2 separate regions of the Urocitellus parryii genome follow, and region 2 is linked to region 1. A link is a contact called in public Hi-C data. All regions are on one chromosome and are shown on one strand. Each heading gives the region's core, a stretch centred on a gene start, on an enhancer-like site or on the middle of the called end of the contact. The rest is flanking DNA. Distances are from core to core; before and after follow the strand shown.

What was found. A called contact is a pair of places that touch in the nucleus more often than the background predicts.
Region 2: a Hi-C map of liver shows a contact between it and region 1, with 4 times the contacts expected there. The contact joins the promoter of F5 here to the promoter of LOC144257033 in region 1. A contact is called at or near these places in 2 of 2 Hi-C or Micro-C datasets (liver and muscle).

What each region holds. Positions count from the first base shown.
Region 1 is chr9:142,278,551-142,283,873 of mUroPar1.hap1, forward strand. It overlaps LOC144257033 (L-selectin-like), which reads left to right and starts at 3,010. Exons shown (of 13, transcript XM_077802961.1): 1 at 3,010-3,158; 2 at 5,008-5,080. The coding sequence starts at 3,010. All of the region lies in intron 1 of Firrm (FIGNL1 interacting regulator of recombination and mitosis), which reads right to left.
Region 2 is chr9:142,457,075-142,461,903 of mUroPar1.hap1, forward strand. It overlaps F5 (coagulation factor V), which reads left to right and starts at 3,327. Exons shown (of 25, transcript XM_026405243.2): 1 at 3,327-3,569. The coding sequence starts at 3,412. All of the region lies in intron 1 of Firrm (FIGNL1 interacting regulator of recombination and mitosis), which reads right to left. Selp (selectin P) reads left to right here. Exons shown (of 16, transcript XM_077802693.1): 15 at 213-268; 16 at 814-1,372. The coding sequence ends at 267.

The DNA.
Region 1 (5,323 bases), core at 1,760-4,259:
CACTTCTCAGAAGAGGATATACCATCCATCAACAAATATATGAAAAAATGTTCAACATCTCTAGCAATTAGAGAAATGCCAATCAAAATTACTCTAAGATTTCATCTCACTCCAGTCAGAATGACAGCTATCAAGAATACAAACAACAGTAAGTGTTGATGAGGATGTGGGCGGGAAAGGCACACTCATACATTGCTGGTGGGACTGCAAATTGGTGCAGCCAATCTGGAAAACAGTGTGGAGATTCCTTGGAAAACTGGGAATGGAACCACCATTTCACCCAGCTATCCCACTCTTCAGTTTATACCCAAAGGACTTAAAAATCAGCATACTACAGGGACACAGCCACATCAATGTTTATAGCAGCACAATTCACAATAGCTAAATTGTGGAACCAACCTAGATGTCCTTCAGTAGATGAATGCATAGGGAAACGGTATATATACATAGTGGAACATTACTCAGCATTAAAAGAGAATAAAATCATGGCATTTGCAGGTAAATGGATGAAGTTGGAGAATACACTGCTAAGTGAAATTAGCCAATTAAAAAAAAAACCCAAACATTGAATGTTTTCTTTGATATGAAGATGCTGACTCAAAATGGTGATGGGGATGGGGCAGGGAACTTGGGAGTAGTGGAGGAACTTTAGATAGGGCAAAGGGGAGGGAGGGGAAAGGAGAGGGCAAGGGGGTAGGAATGATGGTGGAATGAGTGAGACATCACTACCCTAAGTACATGTATAAGACACGAATGGTGTGAAAATACTTTGCATACAATCAATGACTTGAAAAATTGAGCTCTATATGTGTAATATGAAATAAATTGCATTGTGTCGTTATGCATAACGAATTAGAATAACCAATTAAATGAAAGGGAGATATGACAACTTATACCAAGAAAGGATCTTTAGGAATTATTTTGAAAAATTATATACTAATACGTTGGGAAACCTAGAAGAAATGGACACATTTATGGACACTTATGACCTGCCAAAATTGGACTATGAGGTTATTAAAAAAATTAACAAACCAGTAACAAGTAGTTAGATTGAATCTCTCAACAAAGAAGAACCCAAACCAGATGACTTCACTGCTGAATTTCACCAAACTTTACAAAAGAGCTTAGGTCAATTCTTCTCAGAAAGTTCCATAAAATTAAAAGGGAAGAAACCCCTTCAAACACATCCTATAAGTCTAGCTTTACCCTGTCACCCAAACCAGTGAAGACATAGCCAAAATAGAAAACTATAGACCAATCTTCCTGATGAACATAGATGTAGACTTCTCAAGAAAATAATCAAATTAAATTCCATGATACAGCAAAAGGTCATTTACCTTGGTCAGAGGAAATGAAATGAGCACAGCAAAGAGACCCCTGAATACCTGAGTATGCTGTGGTGACCTTCAGCCCATGAGTAGGGAAAAATGTGGTGTCTAATCACAATGAAGTGTTGTTTGCCCATAAAGAAGAATAGGTTCTTGCCATTTGCAGCAAAATGCATGGAACTGGAGGATATTGTGGAAAGTGAAATAAGCCAGATATGTGTTTCCCTCTCCTTTGGAGGCTAAAAAATCTGACCTGAAAGAAGAAAATGATTATCAGAGATTGAGAAGGGTGTGAAGGATGTGGACAAAGGGAGGTTGAATTTGATCAATGAACACTGTATGGCATGTACGGAAATATCACACTGAACCACATTAATGTGTACAATTAATATGTGTGATTAAAATATAAAAACTAAAAATGAGTCCCACTGTGAAATAAAAAGGAGTGGGGGGTGAGTTAACAGCTGGGGGTCAGTGGGGTAGGAATAAAGGCATCACAGTGAGATATTGAGCAACAAGCCAGCAGGAACAGGGGACAGAGGTGATGGGAGGACGTCTTGATCATGTGACTTTAGAGATGCTGAAGTCTCCTGAGGTGTCAAGGTGGAGGCTGTGCTCAGGGAGGAGTGGCTGACCTTGACTTAGAGAGTGAAGATCCTGCTGTGGGACAGGTGTTCAGTGCATGGTGCAGTACAAATGGCTGTGGGAGGTGCTTCCAGGGACAGGAGGACCAGGAGCCAGGTGCCAAAGCCACCAGTGCATGAGGAGTTGGGGTCACCACCATGAGGACAGTGACAAGATGGCACATCCTGGTGTGGTGAGATCCTGGGTTATTTGATTGCTGCTTCCTTTTCTTTCCAGTGTGGTGGGGAACAAAGATGTGTAAAAGGGCCCCATCAGAAGGCAGGAGGCCCATCCTGCAGAGTGTGGAGAAAATGTCACTGTCCTGAGAGATCTGCAGGGGAGACATGTCCCCAGGAGGCAGCGGTTGCTATGGAGGAAGGTAGAAGGAGGTTTGGGGAGAACTGCAGCATATGGGTGAGCCTGCCGACTGTGAAGCAGGAGTTCCAGGGGCAGCAGGGGAGCATCTGGGAAGGACCTCGAGGCTGTGTGGAGACAGGGGTGTGGTGAACTGTCCAGGAGGTGGCCTGACCCCAGGTGCAGGGAGAGGCTCTCTGAGCCGTGTGGAGGTGTTTGGATAGGGCTGTGGAGGGGAGGCATCTGAGGAGGGGTCCCACGGTGGCCTGGAGGGAGGACTGTGGCTGTGGGTGGGCTGCATACCCATCCTTCCAGGCAACCTGAGGGGACTGCCGTGGGAGCTCCTTGCTGGGCGAGGAACCAGCAAGCGGAGGCCCTCTGAGGGGCAGGCTAGGAAAGCCGGGGCGATGGTTCTTCTGTGGTCCTAGGATGCTGCTCTCAGGGGCCCCCAGAGGCTCTTCCCTCCACCCTCAGGTGGTCACTGGCCTTCCAGCAGTGGCTCCTCCCTCAGGGAGTGGTGGGTTGTCATGCCACCAGCCCCACCTGGTGGCACAGCCCAGTAAGCCCCTTCTCTTGCAGCCCTTCAAGTGGCTGCTGACAGGTGCCTGTGACTCTGCTGCCCCAGCTCCTCTCTTCAAGCTCAGTGCACACTTGGCTTGATTTCCACATTGAGCTGAAGTTTGTGTGATGCAATGCAGCCGTGATGAGGGGGACAGTCCAGCACCTCCACAGCACTGTGCCACCAGCCCCTGTCCTAGTTCCAAAGCACTTCCATGAAAAGCCCTATCACCTGCTCCCTCAGCAGCATGGGCCTGCAGGCCACCTCCTGCTCTGTGGCTCCTCCTGTTCCTGGTATCCCACAGAATGGACTCGACCAGTGTGCGGCCTCCCGGCCTGGCTTCTCTCACTTAGCATGTTTTCAGCTCTGGTTCCTGTTACACCAGTGCCAGGACTGCATTCCTTGAGAGGCAGAATAACATCCCATGGCGCTCTAACTCTACCCCACGTCTCTCACTGTGTTGTCAGGAAAAATGTGTTTGACAAACACAAGATCAATCCACATGATTCAAATGAACACATGAAAAATAACTTTGCTGAGATTTAAAAGCCACAGCGCTGGATGGACTCAGTGAGGGGCTAGGTTGATGTGGTCCAAGTAGCTAGAAGTGTAACTCAATATACAGAGAGAATTTAAAATGTACAGAAAAGTAAATCAACTGCATGTGTTTGACAGTGTTGACTAAATAATCACCTCCCTCTCCAAGACATCTTTCCCCTGCAAAATTTGGTTGGGATCTAGGTCGTTCTGCCTGACAAGACCTGAATTGAAGGAAATCTCTGGGAATTAATGCAACTCTGAGGCTTGAACCAACTTGTCTGGGTGCCAGAAGACACAAATTGGCTTTCTTCAGAGAAGTCTGCATTTATGTGTGGCTTTAAAAAAATAGAAATGTCTACCAAATAGAATAACAAACAAATAATAAAGTCAAACAAAATACACTTTGTGGTTCAGAAGTGAAATAAGTTTTATACTTCATAAAATCCAACAAATAAGATGCATTTTATAGTTTAGAAATGTGTGGACCCCAATCCTTCCCAGGGCAGAAAGCCTAAACCCCTGGACTTCAGGGATTCACTTCAGGGGGTGCCATTCACAAGCTCCTCCACTAGGAGGCGAGCAAGGAAAGGAGGAGAAGGAACTGGATTTTGTCAAGTGAGCCAGGTAGCTCTTATTGAAGTGTGACAGACACCTTTTATTTGTTTGAAACAAACAAACAAACAAATAAATTAATACATGAATTTATTTATTATATAAATTATGAAATTTAAATAATAAGTTTGAAATAAAGTGAAGTTAGCCAATCCCTAAAAACCAATGCCAAATGTTCTCTCTGATATAAAAGGGCTGATTCATAGTGGGGTAGGGAGTCTGAACAAGAGAGGAATAGACAAACTCTAGATAGGGCAGAGGGGTGGGAGAGGAATGAAGAGGGCATGGGGTTAGAAATGATGGTGGAATGAGATGGACATCATTATCCAAAGCACATGTATGAAGACATGAATTGGTGTGAATATACTTTATGTACAACCAGAGATGTGAACAACTGTGCTCTGTATGTGTAATCTGAATTGTAATGCACTCTGCTGTCATATGTAAATTAAAAAAATGGTCTGAAATAGAAGTTTGAACTGTGGTATTACCAGGGCCACCTACAACAGGTAGCCAGGAGTTAGTCTAGCTTTAATAAGGAGATAGAGGAGGAGGGAGGAGGAGGAGGAGGAGGAGGAGGAGGAGGAGGAGGAGGAGGAGGAGGAGGGAGGAGGAGGAGGGAGGAGGAGGAGGAGGAGGAGAAGGAGGAGGAAGAGGAGGAGGAGGAGGAAGAGGAGGAGGAGAAGGAGGAGGAAGAAGACAACAGCATGAGAACTATAAAGGGGGGCAGCAGAAGGGAAGGAAGGAAGCACAGGACAAGGGAAAGAGGGAGGAGGATGGAAGTGGGAGAGGAAGGAGAATCCAACCACAACACCTCACTGGTCCCAGGGAGAGGGGCAGACGCCAGCTAAAGAAAGGGGTGGGGGAAGAGGTGAGAGAAGAAGAGGAGGAAGGGGAGGGAGGAGGGAGGAGGATGTGAGACTGGGTGGAGAGAGCCCTGCTAGTGACACTCAGAGCCCTCCCCTGGAGCAAGCAGGCTCCCTCCACAAGGACCCAGAGAGCCCAGGTGCTGAGTGCAGAGGCTGAAGGCTGTGGACCCAGAGAAGGAGCCAGCAAAGCCATGGTGAGCCTTTGGCCCAGAGATTCCAGACACGCAGAAACTCTCCTGGGGCTGGAGGGGCAGGTGGCATGGGACAAGAAACAAGCCATTTCATTTTTGGTTTTTAACATGCAGAAACCAAAAATGCTCTCAGTCTCAGAATGTGATCCTAGGGTGTCAGGTGGCCGATGTCCTCCCCTGAGAGTCTCTGGTGAGAGGGAAGTGGTGCTTGGGCAGTGAAACATGGTGCTGACAGAGAGATGTCCT
Region 2 (4,829 bases), core at 2,077-4,576, 180 kb after region 1:
GCATCAACAGTAACAGAGTAAAATGCAATGCAAATTATCTAGAGCTGTTAAATAAGATCTCTAAAATTGCTTTAGCATTTTTTTTCCTCTTATTACAACAGACAGAATTTCAGGGGCGGACTAGTAATGCAAGGTTTATGTAGACAATATGTGCAGGACTGTTGAGGACTAAGCATTACATGGCAGGTCATCCTTGTGTTTCTGTTCTTTAGCCACCTAGGAACATATGGAGTTTTTACAAATGCTGCATTTGACCCGAACCCTTAAGGTAAGTTAAGGGTTGATAAGTTAAGAAGATATTTTTGAAGGAATAGAATAATTTGGGAAAATGGAAGAATAAAAACCTTGATTTCCTATATATAATCAAGTAATACATCTTAAGCAGGTATTGAAACTTCAGGCCATGAAGGAGATCGTATTAGCGATGGAAGGCAGGTGTGTCAGTGGAGCAACTGTAGTAGGGGAGTCATCAAGCCTTTCCATAACCTCCAGGATAGAAGTGCTCCAGCAGTATGTTCCTTACTCCAGGAATGTGACAGTATTGTTGTTGGCTGCTAGGTGTATTGATTGACACTGTGGCTGCTCCCTGACAACCTCCTCTGTTACTTGCTGGAAAAACGGAAACTGCTACCACTCTTTTCCAGAGCAGCACAGTAATAGCTGAGTTTCTTAAGGAAAGTAGCCTTGAGCAGAAAATCTGCAATCTAGAAAGAGAAGATTGTCTTGAGCCTCAGAGGAGAGATATGATGAAAGATTTCTTTTATTTTTTAAAGGAAAAATACTGATTTTGATTTCTTTTAATCTCATTTTCAGAGACCTATCTCCCAACCTCTCAGGATCCTAGTTGGTGAACATGGAGCTTCCTGCTAAACTTGACTTTAACTGTAGCACAGTTGTGGCAGTTTTCTGTTACCCCCTGGATAAGGGCATGGACTCTCCTTTAGACAAACTCTGGACCAGAGCAGAGGACTGTGCCATGTTCTGACCTCCCCATCACCCCCTTCCTGCTCCACCTCTGCTCTTCCTCCAACACAAGCTGCTGACGCCAAGAGCAAATGTTTGTGCTGTGGTCTGTGGACTTGAACACGGCTGTCACTGGAAATACCAGCTAGTCAAAGAGACCAGAGTGTTTGACTCACCAGGAGACCAGACTGGAGAAATGAAAATACCCCTTTATTTGGGGGTTAAGGAAGGCTTCTCTGCAGTGTTGGAAGCCAGGCACATCTCTGACTTCAGGAAACCCCAGCAGGATCTCCCAGAACTCCAGTGGTTGCTGTCAATGAGGAGCCTTAGACCTCTGCTGCTGAGGTTTCCAGAGAAACCTGGGATGGTACCCAAGGCTATAGAAGACCAAGAATCAGAACAGGAAGCTCCATCTCACTGTAGATCTTATCAAAGGACCCAAAGACCAATTAAATGGATTTGCCCCCAAATGCCATGTTCCTTTGTTTGATGTTTTGTTCAATAAGGTCTGTATACATCACTCTGTTGGCACCAGTTGTCCTAATTACAGCTCCACCTGTCAATGAGCTGGCAAATACATACATCACACTCCCTGGTCCAAGAGAAAGTCAGAGAAACAGAACGTCTCCATTACCTTAATGTTTCACAGGAAAGAATGAATGTGTTTTACCTGTTCTTTAAATCACATGTTTAATAAGTGGGTCAGTGAAAGTTATATAGTGTTTATCCAGAATTGATGCAAAAGTTAGAGAGCCAAGCATTGTAGTTGTTTTGTCATGGTGAAATGTAACCCAATGACTACATCATATAGACTGGGTACATATAAGCAAATATACAAGTTAAAATGGTAAAGCAGTCTAAAGATTACAAGGCTTTTTCAAGAATATTGATAATAACCTTGGGATTTAGGCACATGGTGCTTTAAAAAAAAGTTTATCAATCATACTGCCTTTGGCATCCATAACTGCTTCTTGTTTGTCTATCACTAGGCTAGGTATTATATGCCACTGGTCTTTCCTGAGTCAGAATCTGCGCTTTGTGAAAGTCACTAGGGAATCCTAATGCTCTCTTGACTTTGGGAATCACTGGTTCACAAATCAAATGTACAGAAGTGTAAGACCTGGAGCACTTATAACCTAGTTGGGGTACAACAGAAACCCACACAGTATAATACAAGGTGAACAACAGAAGTGTATTATTTGAATGGTGGTGTAGGAGTTCATAAAATAGAAAAGTCAAATTTGAGTCCACCATCAGAGAGACAGGTAGAACTCTGAACTTTAAAGAATGGGCAAGCAAAAGAGGAAGGAAATTCTACATTGGTAGATAATATTAGCAAAAGGGGAAAGAGAAGACTGCGGAGGGGAGTTGCAGAGAAGCCTGGTGTCACTAAATAGTACCTCTTGGAGGTGTCAGACCACAACTTGTTGAATGAATTGAAGGCATAAAGCATATGCAGAAGCTTGGAGGCACACAGATCCAGGCACCCTGGGATGAGTCATCATGATATCTCAGATAATAGAATTCTCAGATCCTCTACCAACAGCAGAAAAAGATTTAATCACCCTGTGTGAAATACATCCTTCAGGAAATATGAGGGACCCTGGAGACAGGAAAACATAATCACAGAAATAAACATGTGCTGTGTGCTTTCTAAGTGCTAGGCAATATTCTTTAATCCTTCCAACAATGCTTTCAGGAAAAACTGGTCTTAGCAACCCCATTGTGCAGATGTCAAGCCACAGTCTGGAGAGTTGAGCCCAAGAGCACAATTAGTAAACAGAACTGAAATCTAAACTACTGATTATCTCAGCTAAGCCCTCTGCTCTGCTGTGTTCTAACCAGTAGCAAACCCTTATCAAGACAACTGTGCCTGGGTAGAAGTTGGCCAAGTGATCTATAGCAGTAGGCTTCCTCATGGACTCATTGCCAACCTGAGGGCACAATATTTCTGTGCCCAGTATCAGACAAAATGCCCCTTTCCACTGGGGGTAGGAAGGCTGCAGAGTCTCAGTGTACTGGGAATTGCAGAGTCTGGTAAGCACAAACTCTGACACATGCACCATGGAAGGTGGGAGGCTACTGCTCCAGTAGCTTCAGCCAGGGAAGTGTGGCCTGTGAATTCCTGGGCACTGTCCCTCCTATTGGATCCTCTAGCAAGATCTCTGCCTGCCTTTTCTTTACCTGTAGAAAAACAGTTACTAACTCTTCCTCTTGTCCCTTTCCTCACCAAGGACAGTGATCTTACCACGCCCCTGCAGGGACAAGCCCCAGGAAGCTGGGAGGGAGGGTGAGCCAGAGGCTTCAGGGGAGGAGGACACTGCCACCCACAGCCTCCCAGAGCTCATTGCAGCCAAGACAGTTCACAGTGCAGCACCAGGCACCTCAAGCTGCCAGGCAAGCCCTGCTGGTCCCAGGGGGGCAGAGGGCAGGAGAAGGGAAGGAACCATGCTTCTAGGCTGCCCACACCTCTGGGTACTGGTGGTCCTGGGCAGCAGCTGGGCAGGCTGGGGGAGACACGGGGCTGACGCAGCACAGCTGAGGCAGTTCTACGTGGCAGCTCAGGGCATCAACTGGAACTACCACCCTGAGCACTCAAATCTAAGGTAATTCAGGTATGGTGTCCAGGAGGGGTAGCCAGGGTGGATAATCTAATGTTTTAGAGAATATTACTTTTGTAATTCCACAGGTGTGTGTGTGTGTGTGTGTGTGTGTGTGTGTGTGTGTGTGTGTGTTCAGGTAAATAAGTACATTTAATCAAGTATGAAGAGCATAACAAACTTGGTGAGTGCTAATTTTGCTCCACTAACGTGGAAAATATTCAACTTGATTGTTTAGACGCTGCTTTCTTTTCGTGAGTTTGTTTTCAGTACAGTTTTGTTAGTAGTCTGATTGTCGTCAGTTTAACATATTGATTGATTCACAAACACCAAGCTCCCTCATCTGCCTTTCCTACCAGCTCCCATTCCAGATTTTTACTAGTTCAGTATTTTTATGGCATTTCTAGTTACATATTATTTATTCCATTGTCACATAACTTCATCTCCTAAAACTAAAGTTGTGCACCTTGTACTTTATTTGAGCAGATAATTATTTTGAGCTGAATAACTACTGCCATCATTTTGTTGCTTTCTTAAATATGACTTTTAAAACATCAGTCCATGTAAATGCGACACTTCAGTACTTTCACTCTGTCCTGCTTCATATTTGGCTTATTCATGGCTGTTCACGGTGACTCTTAATTTTTTCTCTCTTAATCACTTCCTGGAGTATGGTTTACCCTAGATATTTTTGGTAAGGTTACTATTAAAAGGCATGTGTCAGTAAGAGGAGGTTTAAATAATATCAAACCATATCTTTCAGTTGCAAACTATATTTTTCCAATTGAAAAGTTAAAATGAGACTTCCTAGAAATTAACTAAATCATAGGGTCTATCCAATATTTCCAGCTAATCTTATTTTTATTTGTTTAAAATGGTAAGCCTCCTAGTGTGATCACTTTTATTTTTTAACTTAGCATCACAATTTAGATGATTGTGAAAACTGTGTTCTTCTTTTGCAATTACAGAACCAAAGCAATCTTCAAAAAAAAAGTAATATTCTGAAGTCTTTTCCATGTATCACAGTAACTCTTTTTAAAAACTCCATTGTAACTAGGTTATATAAGAGGGCATTATATACTATCTTGGTCATATATACAAAGAAATTCTTTCTTTTAAAAGATAATAATTTTAAATATTGCATTTCTAGATGATTCATCCAAGTTCATGCCCACACCCTTAAGTGAACTGTTACTCCCTCAAACCCCATAGAAAATAACACTCTTTCTGACACTAATCTTGCCTGCTCATGGGTGGAACAGGAGC